Linked DNA regions of Sus scrofa: region 1 is linked to region 2. A link is a contact called in public HiChIP or PLAC-seq data. All regions are on one chromosome and are shown on one strand. Each heading gives the region's core, a stretch centred on a gene start, on an enhancer-like site or on the middle of the called end of the contact. The rest is flanking DNA. Distances are from core to core; before and after follow the strand shown.

The links. HiChIP or PLAC-seq counts read pairs in DNA pulled down with a chosen protein or histone mark.
Region 1: a contact with region 2 is called in an H3K27ac HiChIP or PLAC-seq map of skeletal muscle, with 7 times the contacts expected there. The contact joins two enhancer-like sites. A contact is called at or near these places in 15 of 47 Hi-C or Micro-C datasets (alveolar macrophages, brain, embryonic fibroblasts and 8 more) and 1 of 2 datasets of contacts at active chromatin or transcription factors (skeletal muscle).

What each region holds. Positions count from the first base shown.
Region 1 is chr9:125,905,169-125,912,620 of Sscrofa11.1, forward strand. It overlaps EDEM3 (ER degradation-enhancing alpha-mannosidase-like protein 3), which reads right to left. Exons shown (of 20, transcript XM_021102628.1): 20 at 3,693-7,452. The coding sequence ends at 7,159. Among named protein-coding and RNA genes, the nearest start is that of EDEM3, 74 kb to the right of the region's middle. Within about 2 kb of position 5,098, at least 12 of the 83 cell types and tissues checked have an H3K27ac peak or open chromatin away from gene starts, as enhancers often do. A contact at or near this core is called in skeletal muscle, where this site is marked.
Region 2 is chr9:125,318,143-125,325,366 of Sscrofa11.1, forward strand. The region is part of intron 4 of TSEN15 (tRNA-splicing endonuclease subunit Sen15); the gene reads left to right. Among named protein-coding and RNA genes, the nearest start is that of TSEN15, 21 kb to the left of the region's middle. Within about 2 kb of position 5,764, at least 2 of the 83 cell types and tissues checked have an H3K27ac peak or open chromatin away from gene starts, as enhancers often do. A contact at or near this core is called in skeletal muscle, where this site is marked.

The sequences.
Region 1 (7,452 bases), core at 3,848-6,347, 590 kb after region 2:
TTATATCCAAATTTTTTCTCTTATTCACAATCGTAGGATGGAGATGTTTCTGTCCCTCTCTTTCCTTAGATTCCTAGTAATAGATGATGAATTCAAAGGAAATAAACAGTTTTAAGGCTTTAATGTAAAATGTATACTGCATACTTGATTTCTAAAAAGACTGAATCAATTTATACTTGTATTAGCAGTAAAAATGAAACAAAAATAAGCACAAACTGATTAAAAGTATAAATAAAAGAGCTTATTACATAAAATTTTAATGTATAGTTTATTGCCCAAGTTCTCTGAAAGGAAAGGAATATAAGTTGGTGTCGTGTAGGTTTCTGGATCTTGAATGACAATCCTGTATATGTACAGTATCTTATATTTATTTTCATAAGTCCCAGTGATGGAGATAATTTGATGCTCCCTCCAGAGTTGGAACACATCTATGGAAGGGAGTAGTAAGGTGTGGTGGTTGGAATTTCTTCACCTCTGTGGTCATAGCACCCTGATTCTTCCATCTCTGAGTCTATCTGGTTTGAGTCTGGGGGTTCCTACTCTCTAATTGTCAAAGTAGGGAAAGTTGATGATTGTCCTAGAATATGTATAGGGAAATTTCTATCAAAATAAATGCAAATGCAAGTCATGCGGATTCACTAGGTAGAGAAGTTAGTGGAGGCTAAAGTCATTCTCATTTGCGTCTATTTTCTCAATAAAATGTGTGGTGAGGTCACTGAGTGAGGGGAGGAGTAGGGGATATTTCAAAAGAAAGGTGGTGTGAAACTGTTGTCGCAGAGTAGGAAAATAAATTAGCTAGAGAAATACAGAATTGTGGGAAGTATTGAATCTCATTTCAGATTTGTGTTCATGATTTAAAGTGAGGCTAGTCACTGGTTATGTGGTTTCATCCAGTTCCAACAGCTACTTAAGTTTAGGTGCAACATTGGTGGGTAATTTGGTGTAATAAGATTTAAAGTTTTGCCAACTTAACTCAAAAGAGGAGAAGAGGGAGTTCCCATCGTGGCCCAAAGGAAACGAATCTGACTACCATCCACAAGGGCACAGGTTTGATCCCTGGCCTCACTCAGTGGGTTAAGGATCCGGTATTGCTGTTAGCTATGGTGTAGGTTGCAGATGTGGCTCGGATCTGATGTGGCTGTGGCCAGCAGCTGTAGCTCCAATTGACTCCTAGCCCGGGAGCCCCCACAGGCCAAGGGTGTGGCCCTAAAAAAAAAAAAAAAAAGAGAGAGGAGTTTTCATTGTGGCTCGGTGGGTTAAGGACCCAATGTTGTCTCTGTGAGGTTGCAGGTTTGATTCCTGCCTCACACAGTGGGTTAAAGATCTGGAGTTGCCACAAGCTGCATAGGTCATAGCTGTGGCTCAGATTTGGTGTTGCTGTAGCAGTGGCATAGGCGGTAGCTGCAGCTCCAATTGCACCCTAGTCTGGGAACTTCCATGTGCCACAGGTGCAGCCATAAACAAAAAACAAAAGAGGAAAGGACATTAATGGTGGGTAAATAGGGAAGTGAGACCATGGGAAGGGGTGAGGGATTCTGCAAAACTAGAAGGAACAGTGGGTTGGAGGTCCTGAAAAACTATCCATGTGAATAGACAAGACTGAGTTGAAAATCATGATTAGATACTAAGATCTCAGGGTTTTAAAAACATTTATTTTGGAGTTCCTTGGTGGCCTAGTAGTTAAAGATTTGGTGTCACTGCTATGGCTTGGGTGTGATCCTAGGCCCAGGTTCTTCCGCATGCCATGGGTGTGGCCAAAAATTTACGTATTTTTATTAAATATGAATGCAGTAAGACAGTTAGGGCTGGAATTCTCTTGGCTCAAGGCCTCAGGTAAGACAGGAGAGTGGCTAAATGAAGAGATCAGTCCTTCTAAAGATGGCAGCGGTCTGGGGCTGCCCTTAGAACTTCATCTACTGTATAAATGGAAGGGGCTGGTTGGGAGACTGGGGAAAGGGCATTTAAGATAAGCTGGCTCACAGTGTTTGTCGGTTTGCCTCTTGACCCTAAGGTCAATGGCTTCTCCTAGAAACTTGGCAAAGATAAAGTTGGGGGGCGGGGCTCCTGTGTAGGATGTGCTTCCAGCTGCCCTAAAACTGTAGCACTGGGGTCGTGCTGGTGGTGCAAGAGTAGCAGCCAGTCCCTTGCTATTAAGTTCCTCTGTATTTGCCTAGTCTATTTAAGGGCTTTGCGAGGGAGGTTTTCGACCTTTTCAAGAAGTCCCTGTTACATCCAAAGTATTTTTTTGTATTGTTACCTGCTGTTGCTGTTGCTGAGAGAGTACCACTTCATAGGCAGCTGAGACCGAAACTGTGCGTGCTCTGACACCACAGGACTTCTCAAACATTTCTCCCACTGTCATCTGGGATGATGAGTCCATTCTTTCACAGCCGAAGAGTGCACCCCAAGCTTCCATCAGTGGACTCTCGTTGATTACCTCATTGAAGAGGTGTATGGAAACGACAGACCTCCAGGCTTATTAGGGTGAGCCGTGAGAAGCACAAGCCTTCCTAGGAGGCAGATGCTGACACTCACCAGTCTCCACCCTTAAACTGCGAGTAAAACTTCTCTCAGTATATAGACCACTTCAAGTTTGCTTTACCTAGAACAGCAACCTCCTCTTTGAAATCTTGTAAGAGAGACTGTTGGATCTTTAACTCTTTCCTGAAATAGTGGTGCATTGTTCTAAAGGCATGGAGACAGGCTGAGACTGGAGTTAATGCCCAGACAACTTGAGAATGGATGCTGCCACTTCTAAACTTCAGTCCCAGGTGGGGAAAAAGTGATCAGGTGGGAGGGCTGAGCCAAGGGTGAGCAGAAACTGAAATGGAGGTGGGAGGAGAAAGGAAGGGAGAGGGCGGCACATGGAAGGGACACGGGCTCTAGAAATAAACCAGGGCTCCCCTTCCGTGGCCCAGGCACCAGATGTGGGACTTTGAGTAAAATGCTTGAGCTTGCTCAACTCTCAGTTTGTTCATCTTTAAAGAAAGCAGTTATCAAGAAATAATACCTATTACATCTTTCAAGATATCTGTGCTCAGAAACCCTGGAACAGTGCAGATGAAAAGCATACTGTCTTAAAGTGGCTGCTAAAGGAAATGGTCTCACTGGAAATAATAGGTTAGTGTAACTTTTTATGACAATGTTCAAAGGACAATTGCTTTTATTAAATATTAGTAAACTCAAAATGTAAGCGAGGAGTTCCCATTGTGGTGCAGCAGTTATGAACCAGACTAGTATCCATGAGGTCGCAGGTTCAATCCCTGGCCCTGCTCAGTGGGTTAAGGATCTGGCATTGCCATGAGCTGTGGTGTAGGTCGCAGACACAGCTTGGATCCTGTGTTGCTGTGGCTGTGGTGTAGGCCAGCAGCTGGAGCTCCAATTTGATCCCTTGCCTGGGAACTTCCATATGCTCCAGGCGCAGCCCTAGAAAAGCAAAAAAATAAAAAATAAAAACATGTTACCAATATTGACACTTTGAAATGCTAACTCCTCTAACTCTACTCTGAGGGTCCCTGGCACTAGTTCAGGCGTGGAACTGTTCAATGTGTTTCTATACTTGCAGCTGTCCCCAGATTTACTCTCCGGGAGTAAAATGAAAATTAAAGGGAAGACAGAGTGGCAAAAAAATTTTTTAAGATATCAAAGTATAAAGATATGCAGACTGATTTTAAAAATTAAAACTAGACCAGAATATTTACATATTTTATTAAATCTTTACAATCAGTAATTATAATCAAATACACAATTATATACAAGGATTATATACATTTTGCCCAGACTTTTACATCACAGTACATAGTTTCCCTTAGAAATATGGTATACATTTATCACCAAACAATAAAATCCAACAACAGTAGTGTTACAGCACCTGTTAGTACAGACATCTTTTTCATAAATTACATCATAAGAAAATATACGGCTGTAAATTGGGCTTTTAAAAATGTCTTTTATAAAATCTGAACATACAATATTTCATTCACAGAATGTTTTTTTTTTTCTATGTTCTGACTGAAGCCTTGTGCATAAAACGACCGGTTGGAATATTTATTAAATGCCCCCCCCCCAATTATAAGCACTATTTGAATTACTTATGCTGAGCTTTCTTTATGATGAATTTGGCATGGGGTTTGGTGAGGGAACAAATGCTGGTTTTCCTATAAAAAGGGCTGTGGTGGTAATTAGAAAAAAATATCTTGACAGAGTAATTAGAGAAGTCAAATCAGAGAGTGCACAATTTTTCATTTTAATTCCTAATACTGTGGGGGAAAAAGGGAAAGTATAACGTAAAAAAAATTTTTGTTCTGAACAACAATGGTATTCTTGTTGGAAGCCTATTAAAAGTTAAAAAAGAAAAAGAACCTACCCAACAAAAGCTCTCATTCCAAACGTATCTGGTACATTACAGTTCTTTCACACCTAAACTTTATGGAGAAAGCACTGCAAATTAGGGTATGTCATTTCAATGGACTTTCCAAAGCAGAAAAAAACTATTTCTATTAGGTAAACAGGTTACGTTTTAAAACTTGAAAATACCTGAATTAAATACTTTCTCTAATATCTGATTTTAACTTTCAGATAAAATCCTTACTTGATTCCAGGTTTGTAAACATTGCATAAATCCTTCTTAGTCAAACAGTTTTATGGCTGTGGTGATCACTTCAGCTCTCTCTCTGTACAGGCAACACTTAACTGAGGTAGACCAGATGTTTCTAAAATTCAGGGTCACACAGAATCTCCTGAATCTTTAGGAAGTAAAGAAAATGCTATAAAAGGTATTTAAAAAACAAAACATTAAAAAAAAAAAAAAGCCTAATGGTATTGAAAGTTTTTAATGAACTCAAAAACAGCTTTGTGGCAGTATGTCAATTAAGAATGGAGAGAGTCAAGGACAATGTCGGAATCTGAAACTGAACATGTTACCTTCTTTTCTTAGCTAGGGAAAAATCAAGAATAACTCCTTCTGGGTGTTTTTTTTCTTCTTTTCTTTCTTCCTTCTTTTTTTTAAACGATTCATTTTCGAAACGAGTGAACAATTTGCTTCTAGACCTCAATGGCAACAGCTCCCCCTAACGGCCAAAGGAAGGGAGAGTGGCAGTAGTCTGGCTTTTCCTAGGATGCCACAAGACCTCTGCTGGACACAAAACTATGTTGTTTTGTTAACTTAGATAAGTCAGATTTAGACAACAATGGCTCTGTGCTACAAATACAAAATCAATGTACATAAGGCTCTGTAATCCAAGTTTTAAAGGAACATCTGCTCCTTTTCTCCAAGCCCCAGTCCTATGAATCAAGGCAAGTCAAGTAATTAAGCTTCAGCTATTTTGGTGGCTTTGCAATGAAGATGAACAAAGCAGTCTATCCTTCCATAGACTGTATGTATTATAGTTCTATCTTCTTACACCAAATTTCACATGCAGAGAGACTAAAAATAGCCATTTTGGTGTCAGGTTTAATTAAGGGCCAATAAAGGTCTTGTTTACTACTCTTCCCCCGCCACCCCCCCAATGTGAATTCTCTATTAGATTACTCACTGACCCAATTAAGTTTAGATGGAATTTTTGAAAGTAGCTATTTATCCCCTTGTGACAGAATGTGTTTGTTTACCTGGGATCTAAGACTGTACATGAATATACATAACTACAATACAGCACTGCTGTTCTTTTAACAGCTCCATATACAGTTTAAGTTCATCAGTACCTCAAAAACTGTTTTAAGAAAAGGTTATTATATAATGTCATGGTAAAGAAAAGGGGAATTCTCAAATATTCCTTTAGAAATGATACAGGTAACTTTGAAAATAAAATGAGTAAAGCCATGATTTCAATTACAGGGCTATCTACAGATATCAACAACAAACTTTTTAAAACTTATATGTGGCCAGCACCAGACTGCCACACACACACACACACACACACAACACACGTACACACGCTGGAGGGCCGGACTCTCATTAAACTATATGGCTGTATGTTAGTTGCTACTGTGTAAGTTTTTTACACAGATTACCAAAGACTAATTTTCAAGTCCATATCAGATGGAATACTAGTTTTTTTAAAAAAAGCAAACTTAAAAAACCATGATTCAACAGAAAATGTGACAGACTCCTTAGGTGCAACTTTAGAAATCATAGTTTCAAAGGAGGAAAATAGTAGTTACCCCAGAATTTTTAAATCACTACCACAGTTTTATCATGGCTCCCGAAGATAGAAAAATGGAACAAAATGTATTCAGATATTGGCAACACAGGCCTTGTGGCTCAAAATGCGTACTAAACATGGGATGGAGTAAGGCTGATGGCAAGAGGTAATCACCTCCAAAGAAATGAACTGGAAAAGATTTATAATTCACCCTACTAAGATATAACCTTAAGTTCCGTTTCAGAGTAGTCACAGCTTTCCCTTTGGAAGGCCCAATGGCAAGTGCATATTGCAACATTATGTTTCACCCTTGCTCCATTTTTCAAAAATATTAAGTCCTCAAATTCCACAACACAGTATATGACCTTTTTACCTGGTCCCAAGGATTAGTAACTCACTGAGAAAAGTATACTGGCTTCACCTTTGGTTTAAATGAAAAGGACATTGTTAAAAGGGAAAAGAAATCAAGTCATTTTGATCGTGTTACACAATGAAGCAAGTGAAAATGATAAGCAAAGACCGTTTTCACCGTGAATGCAGTTGCTTCATCACCACATAGGTCACTTTGAGTGTTTTTGTGAAGGCAGCATCATCGGAATGCCCGCAATACTCATCTGTGTTTTCCCCAAAGAGCCTCTAACCCCCAAAGCAAGAAAGCCGAGCTTCCTTTCATTAGAAAGAGACTCAAATTCATATTCCCCACCTCACAGTTAACTGAATCCTGTCTCTCCAGAGACTCCAGCAATCTCCTCCTGGCCTGAGGTACAGCAGGGTGGTGCATGCTGTCACCTGAGGGGGGGCTGTGAGTTTCCATTTGTGATGGGACAGTTTAAACAAGGTCAGTTCTAGCCTAACACGCTCCAGATTCCTATGATAACTCCCTCTCCCAGTCAGAACGTGGTTGCTCATCACCATACTTAAAGCCTCCCATGAGAGAGCCTGCTTAGGACCAGGGTGTCTATGAACCACAGTTTACCTTTTCTTTGGAAATACCTACCACCAGGTAGACTTTAGGGAGTCAGAGCTCATCCTTCTCCATCATTTCAAATGCTTCTATATCTTCATTCCAGTCTGCTAATATGGAGTCTATAGGCTGGACCTTCTTGCCCCAGCTGACATTAGGATTGGAATCCTCCTCAGTGTCTGACTGTTGTTCAAGTTGGTTATCTAAATCTGTACATTCACCATCCAGACGTGTCGGCTCAGGGCTTTCTGTGGGATGAGAATTCTGTTCAGAAGGAGGACCACCTGCAGCACTGTCCCTATCTGCTGGAGATGATGAGTCTGGGTGAGAGTTTGAAGAACCTTCCTC
Region 2 (7,224 bases), core at 4,514-7,013:
GACGGTTAATATACTATTTTTTGGAAGTGTTCTATAAATCTCCTTTGTTACAAAGAACCATAGTCCCTTGCTTCTTAATGCCAGTGAATCATTCATCCTTGAAACCTGGCTGGATTATAACTGGCTCTCTTCTCTCAGTGCCAGAGAAGGATAGTGGACAGCTTATGTGAGGAGAGAGCGACTCCAGTGACTATTTTCTCCTCCCACTCCCACAAATGAGTGGCATTTCTTTGGATTTATGATGATTGATAACCTCTCATTAAAATGGGTAACTTCAGCCAATATATGTGAGAGACAGTTTTACTAAATGTTCTCTTTTCTAGCATCTTCCAGTCTGACTATTACTCCATACATTTAGAAGAAAGGCTGCAACATCCCATACACCAGATTGGTCATCTGCTAGTTCAACAGCCGTAAGGCTAAAAGTCTAAGAACTTTGTCATTTGGTTTGATCACATTTCTTTTGGCAGGATTCTTGTACACTTTATGCTTTAAAGTAAAAACAATCCATAATGCTTAGAAATGAGTGTTAGAGCCAAAGTTAGGAGTTCTAGCCAGTGATTTAAAAAACTGACTAGCTTATAAACCATGTTAACTTGTTTCCTACAACATTGCTGTCAAGGTTTTCAATGTTTCAAAAGAATTCATGCGCCCTTATTCCTACATTCAGTCAAATGAGCTGCAGTCATTTTTTTCTTGTCAAAGTTAATGTAGCTTTTAAATATAGTTTTCAAAGACCGTAAGTAGTAATTTTTCTTTTTTAAAGGACATGATTGTTTTAAAAAATATTTTATTAGCTGTTTGTGTTAAAGCAGTAACCCAGAAAATAAAAATGGATCAATTGTTTATTTTTAAATTCATTGTACAAGTGTTTTTATGGGGAAAAGAAAAATAACCCATATTCTAAAATACTGAAATGTGTAGGGAAGGGAGTTCCCTTTGTGGCGCAGTGGAAACAAATCCGACTAGGATCCATGAGGTTGTGGGTTTGATCCCTGGCCTTGCTCCGTGGATTAAGGATCTGGCATTGCCGTGGCTCTGTCGTAGGCCGGCAGCAACAGCTCTGATCAGACCCCTAGCCTGGGAACCTCCATGTGTCTCAGGTGCAGCCCTAAAAGGACAAAATTAAAAAAAAAAAAGAAGAACAAAAGAAATGTGTAGGGAAAATTAAAATTTTATTTATTGTTCTTACACTAAAATAATATTACAATCAGTAAAAATACTATGAATGTATATAATTATACTTTTTCTTTAAGCATTAAATACAATAAATATAAATGAATAGTATAATATAGACTATCTAGAGGCAAAATAAAAGCATGTTTTGGTTTGGGGGTAAGGATAAGAAAGTAAAGTGCATATTATTCCAGCATTTTCTAGATTGCTCATTCATTTATTAGGCTCCTGTTGTGTGCTGGACTCAAGGGGTACAAGACTTCACAAGATGCTTACAGTCTAGAGTTGAGATGACAAGACATTTATAGCCACTATGATGAACATAATGAGAGATGTGTGTAGGGTACTGAGGAAAACTGCAGAGGGAATATTACTGACCAGGGTTCTTGGCCTTCCTTAATCAGTAGAAATTGATAAGAGGCCAGAGAGAAATTCAAGCAAGGCTTCATTTGGTGCCCCTGCTCTAGCAGGGAAGAATGAAAACAAGTAGGTTCCCTTGCTTGCTCTCCAGGGGGTGATGAGCTGGTTCCTTACATGGGGTGAGGGTAGGGGCAGGTCCAGGAGTTGGGCCAGAAGGGGTGGTTTAGGTGGTTTGCCCAGCCCTTTGGTGGCGTCCTGTGCAGGGGCATGCACAGTACCCTACTTTTACTCCTGGCTTTTCAGAAGTGGCAGTTGGGCTTTTTGGTCTTTTTTGTATTTTGTTGTCCATAATTTACCCCAACTGCATATGCACACAGTTATTTTTAATCCCATATAGATTCCTGGTGTTTTGTTTCTCAAGGAGACATTTGTCCAGGGGCAAGCACTGCAACAAAGGGTCCCAGTTCCCAGGTCCCAGCCTATCTCAGGAGATAGAAGCTCTGTGGTGGTAAGGGAGGAGGATGTCCAGGAAGATTTCCTGCAGGACAGGGTGTTTGAAATATGTGTAGGCGTTCCAGGTAGAATGGGGCTGGAAATGGATGTTCTTGACAGGTAATCACATGAACAAGATATTGAGGGCTGAGAGAGCATGAAAATTGCAAATGGTTTCTTAAAGCTGAGTATTAGTAATAACAAAGGGAGAGCATGCCTGCAGCTGGTGAGAAAGCACTTGGATTGTGCATGTGTGTGTGTGTGTGTGTGTGTGTGTGTGTGCGCGAGCGAGAGAGAGAGAGAGAGAGAGAGAGAGAGAGAGAGGTGGCAATGGGAGAAGGAGGGGAGGGAAGGAGAGATAGAGATAGAAAATATGAAAAAGTAACCATCCTCCTGGTAAGCAATAGATTGAGAGGCTGAATGGATTAAGGAATACAAAGATAAGAGAAAGCTAGATCAAGAGTTTTTCCACCTCAGGGTCTTTGGGAGATGCTGGTATATCCTGAAACAAAGGTGTGAAAATTATTTGAATCAGAATATTAGGAGTTATGGTTGTTTCCTTTTTCTCTAAAGATAAAAAATACACAAATCCGTGAGGATTTAACAAATGACCAGCTATTAGTGCAAAAGCATAATGAGGGATTTGAGGAGATTAAGTAGCTCCATCTCTTGCCATTTCGTAGCTTCATTTGCAGAATCTTTTCAAGTTTCTGACCTCTAAAGGTTAAAGTATTCTAGGGCTTAGGCCTCTGAGCTTTTCTTTGGACTCACTTCTGGGCGTCTTTGTCTGGTTCCATGGTTTTAAATATCATTGACATACTCATGACTCCCAAACTTATCTCTGCCTCTTCTATGAACCTGAGACTCATGTTTAACTATCTACTTGACAGCGCCACTGAGACCTAAAAGTCATCTCAAATTGCCACGTCCAGAAAGATCTCTTGATTTGCCCTCTAACTGCTCCTTCTTTCGGTAAATAGCAACTCTTCATTCTGAAGCTCAGGCCAAAAATCTTGGAGATAGATAGCTCCTATTTCTCTCTATTTTTTAGAACAATTTTAGATTTATGGAAAAATTGAGCAGATAGTCCAGAGATTTCCCATGAAGGCTTTAGTCCAGTGCAGTATTTATTAGTTTATCGTCTTGCCTTAGTATGGTACATTGGTTACAATTAATGAACTGATATTGATATACCATTAAGTTTACATTAGAATTCACAGTTCTATTGATTTTAACAAATGTCTGCTGTCATATATCCACCATTGCATGCAGGATAGTTTGACTGCCCTAAATATCCCCTGTGCTTCACATATGCATCCCTTTGCCCCTACCCTGAACTGCTGGAAGCCACTGAACTTTTAACTTTTTCTGGAGTTTTGCCTTTTCCAGAATAGTAGTAGTTGAAATCATACAGTATGTAGCCTTTTCAGATTGGCTTCTTTCACCTAGCAGTAAGTATCCTTGCCACCTTGGTACTGTTGGTTTTTTGAGTTTTAGCTACTCTAATTCATGCATAGTAGTGTTTCATTGTTTTTTTTTTTTTTTTGAAAGATTTTTATTTTTCTATTATAGTTGATTTACAATGTTCTGTCAATTTCTGCTGTACAGCAAAGTGACCCAGTCTCACATTCTTTTGCTCACATTATTTTCCATCATGTTCCATCACAAGTGACTAGATATAGTTCCCTGTGCTATACAGCAGATCTCATTGCTTATCCACTCCAAATGCAATAGTTTGCGTCTACTAACCCCAAACTCCTAGTCCATCCCCTAATTAATTTGCTATTTCCTAATGCCTCATAATGTTGAGCATCTTTTCATATTACTATGTGCCATCTGTATATCTTCTTTAGTGAGATATCTGTTCGGATCCCTTGTCCATTTTTTATTTGGGCTGTTCTCTCACAGTCATGCTTTTGGTGTTGTATCTAAAGGTTCATCACCAAACGCAGAGTCACCTAAATTTTCTCCTGTATTGTCTTCTAAAAGTTGGGTTTTATAGTTTTTTGTTTTACATTTAGGTCTGTGTTCTATTTTGAGTTTAATTTTTGTGAGAGGTGTAAGATGTCTCTCTAGAGTCATTATTTTTTGCATATTGACATCAGTTGTCCAGCACCATTTGTTAACAATTCTTTCTCTATTGGATTGTTTTTGCTCCTTTGTCAAAGATCAGTTGACCATATTTATATGGGTCAGTTCTGGGCTCTCTAATTCTAGTTCATTAACCTGTGTGTCTATTCCTTCGTCAGTACCACATAGTCTTAATTACTATAGCTTAAAAGTAAGTAAGATGGGTCATGTCAGTACTCTCACTTTGTTCTTCTTTGGTATTTTTCAGTGTTGCTATTCTAGGTCTTTTGCCTTTTCATGTAAACTTTAGAATCAGTTTGTCAGTATCTACAAAATAGCTTGCTAGGGTTTTGTTTGGGATTGTGCTTAATTTATAGATCACAATAAGAAGAATTGGCATCTTAACAATATTTGAACCTTCCAATCCATGATTATGGACTGTTTCTCCATTTATTCAGATCGTCTATGATTTCTGTCATCAGAGTTTTACAGTTTTCCTTATATAGATCCTGTACATATATTTTTTTAGGTTTATACCTAAGCATTTCACTTTTTTGATGCCAATGTAAATGTTGTGTTTTTTATTTGAAATTCCAGTTGTTCAGTGCTGGTGTACAGGAAAGCAATTGATCTTGACACATTAACCTTGCTATAATCTCTTATTAGTTTTAGTCCACCCAGTTCTCAGACTGCCAAATTAATTTGTTAACAAAATCTGTCAGTTCTCCCTTAAAAGTATATCCAAAATCTGACCTTTTCTCGCCACTTCTGCTATACTGCATCATTCTGGTGTAAGCTACTGTCATCTCACCTCTTGTACTAATGCAACCTATGAAGTGGCCCTCCTTTATAACACTTACTGCATTTATTGCTACTCAGTATATTGTATAGTGGGCTTTTTTGTTTGTTTGTTTGTTTACTCTCTTTCCTCCCCACATCCCCTATGGAAGCAGGAGCTTTGTTGTGTTCGTTCTTTTTCCCAGTGCCTTGCCTGGTGCCTTGTGTTTGGTGTTAAATAGGTATTTGTTGGATGAATGAATGATTCTCTTAAACTCTTCAGTTCCTGCAGCAGAGACTTGCTGAATAATATCTTAAAGAACACAAAGATGTGCTGCAAGCAGCCTTTCAAGAGTTTCTAAGAAATTAGAATGTCTTCAGAATTCATCTGCTTGCAAGGTTTATCACTGCTTATTACCACACTTTACCCTGTAACTATAACTGTATACCTCCCAGGATAGAGAACAGTCAGAAGTCTGAAGAGCCACTCTGCCAGTGCTATAAATAGTTTCCTTACCTTTTAGTTAAATTCTTTTTCACCCATATCTTCCTCCCCTGCCAGTACCACCACTCCCTTCACCATTCAACCCTTCTTTTTCCTTTGTGCCTTAGGAGAAGGGCTTATATTAATGGTGGAGTAAAGAGTTATTAGAAACAATTTAGTTCCTTCTTTAGAACATTTTAAAAGATGTTCTTAGTTATGAGACTTAAGTCTGAAATGTTACATGTTTTTTGAAGGATACTCCATTTTCCTATCATCAAAAAATATTTCCTCTCTCCAGAATTATGTTCTTTATTACAAATTAATGGCTATTATTTTATATGAGGCCTGAAGTCTAATAATAACTAGGAAAATGATTCCTGTCATTTGGCTTCCCTGCATATCAGGATGTGTGTCCTCAGACTACCTCTGTTGGAAATCTGTTACTGTTAAAACTCCCAGTTCTGGCAGCTTCCTTCAACTGGCATAGCATTTTTTTTTTCTTACCCTCAAAAACAAACAAACAAAAAAACCCTTACAGTTTATTTTCGCAGAATGGCTTCCCACCAGGGTGAATAGCCACACAGGCACCTAATTGTTCAATAACCCCCTGGGACTTCAGCTGCCTTGATTTTTTCCTAGGAAGGCATTGGCATGATTCAAAAGGAGGTGGTCTATTACTCTTGAAACTTTGTTCAGGATCGAGCCTGTGAGTGGATAAGGCTCCTTGGGCACAAGTTTAATTTGCATTGTGTTCCGCAGTTGCATTATGGTGTGTTGTTTAAATAAATCATAATGAGGCAGATCGGGGAGTTAATGTCTTTTGTTGATGCAGCTGCAGCATTTATCAGTTTGGCCACATTAAAAATGACAGAAGGAGATATTGCTTTGTGTGAGTTGAAATTAATAATAATTTTAACCTATGATGCATTCTAGTTTGACAACATTTGAAATTAAATTTAATGTTGTCTTCAAATTTCTTGTCCTCTGTGCGTATCTCCAGAGGTTACTTAGTCTCTGTTGTAGGGTTGTTACAAAAACACAAATGCTAAGGCTTATGGAAAGTATTTAAGTACCTTGGAGGAAGGGCAGTAGCCAAATAACGTTAGCTTTGTTAAAATTTGGAATCACTTTGTTTTCAGAATGCTAAGCTCCTCTCTTAACAGTTATAAGAAAGAAAAACCTGTTGTAGACATCAAATTCTGTTACTCTTTTTTTTTTTTTTTGTCTTTTGTCTTTTTGTTGTTGTTGTTGTTGTTGCTATTTCTTGGGCCACTCCCGCGGCATATGGAGATTCCCAGGCTAGGGGTTGAATTGGAGCTGTAGCCACCCGCCTACGCCAGAGCCACAGCAACACGGGATCCGAGCTGCGTCTGCAACCTACACCACAGCTCACGGCAATGCCGGATCGTTAACCCACTGAGCAAGGGCAGGGACCGAACCCGCAACCTCCTGGTTCCTAGTTGGATTCGTTAACCACTGCGCCACGACGGGAACTCCAAATTCTGTTACTCTTGATTAACAACTGTGATTATTACTGATTTATCTCTTTCTTTAGGTGGGACTTTTCTCTTGAAATATATTGAACTCAAAAACCTGAAATTCTTCTTATTAATATATAGGTTATCTTTTACATATGTGGATTTCTATCAAATATAAACTGTAGAAGGCTTTATCCAAATTATTAGATTTGTGTGATGAAACATCTCTATTTTTCCAAAGAACTGAGCTTTTAAAAAAATAGGCACATAAGGAAACTTTGTTCTGTGTCTTCTAAATTAAAACCAGAGGTTAAATGAGACTGTAGCATTTTAGCGATGCTTCATTGTCCTCAGCATCTTTACAATCACGTGTGATTTTTAAAATAG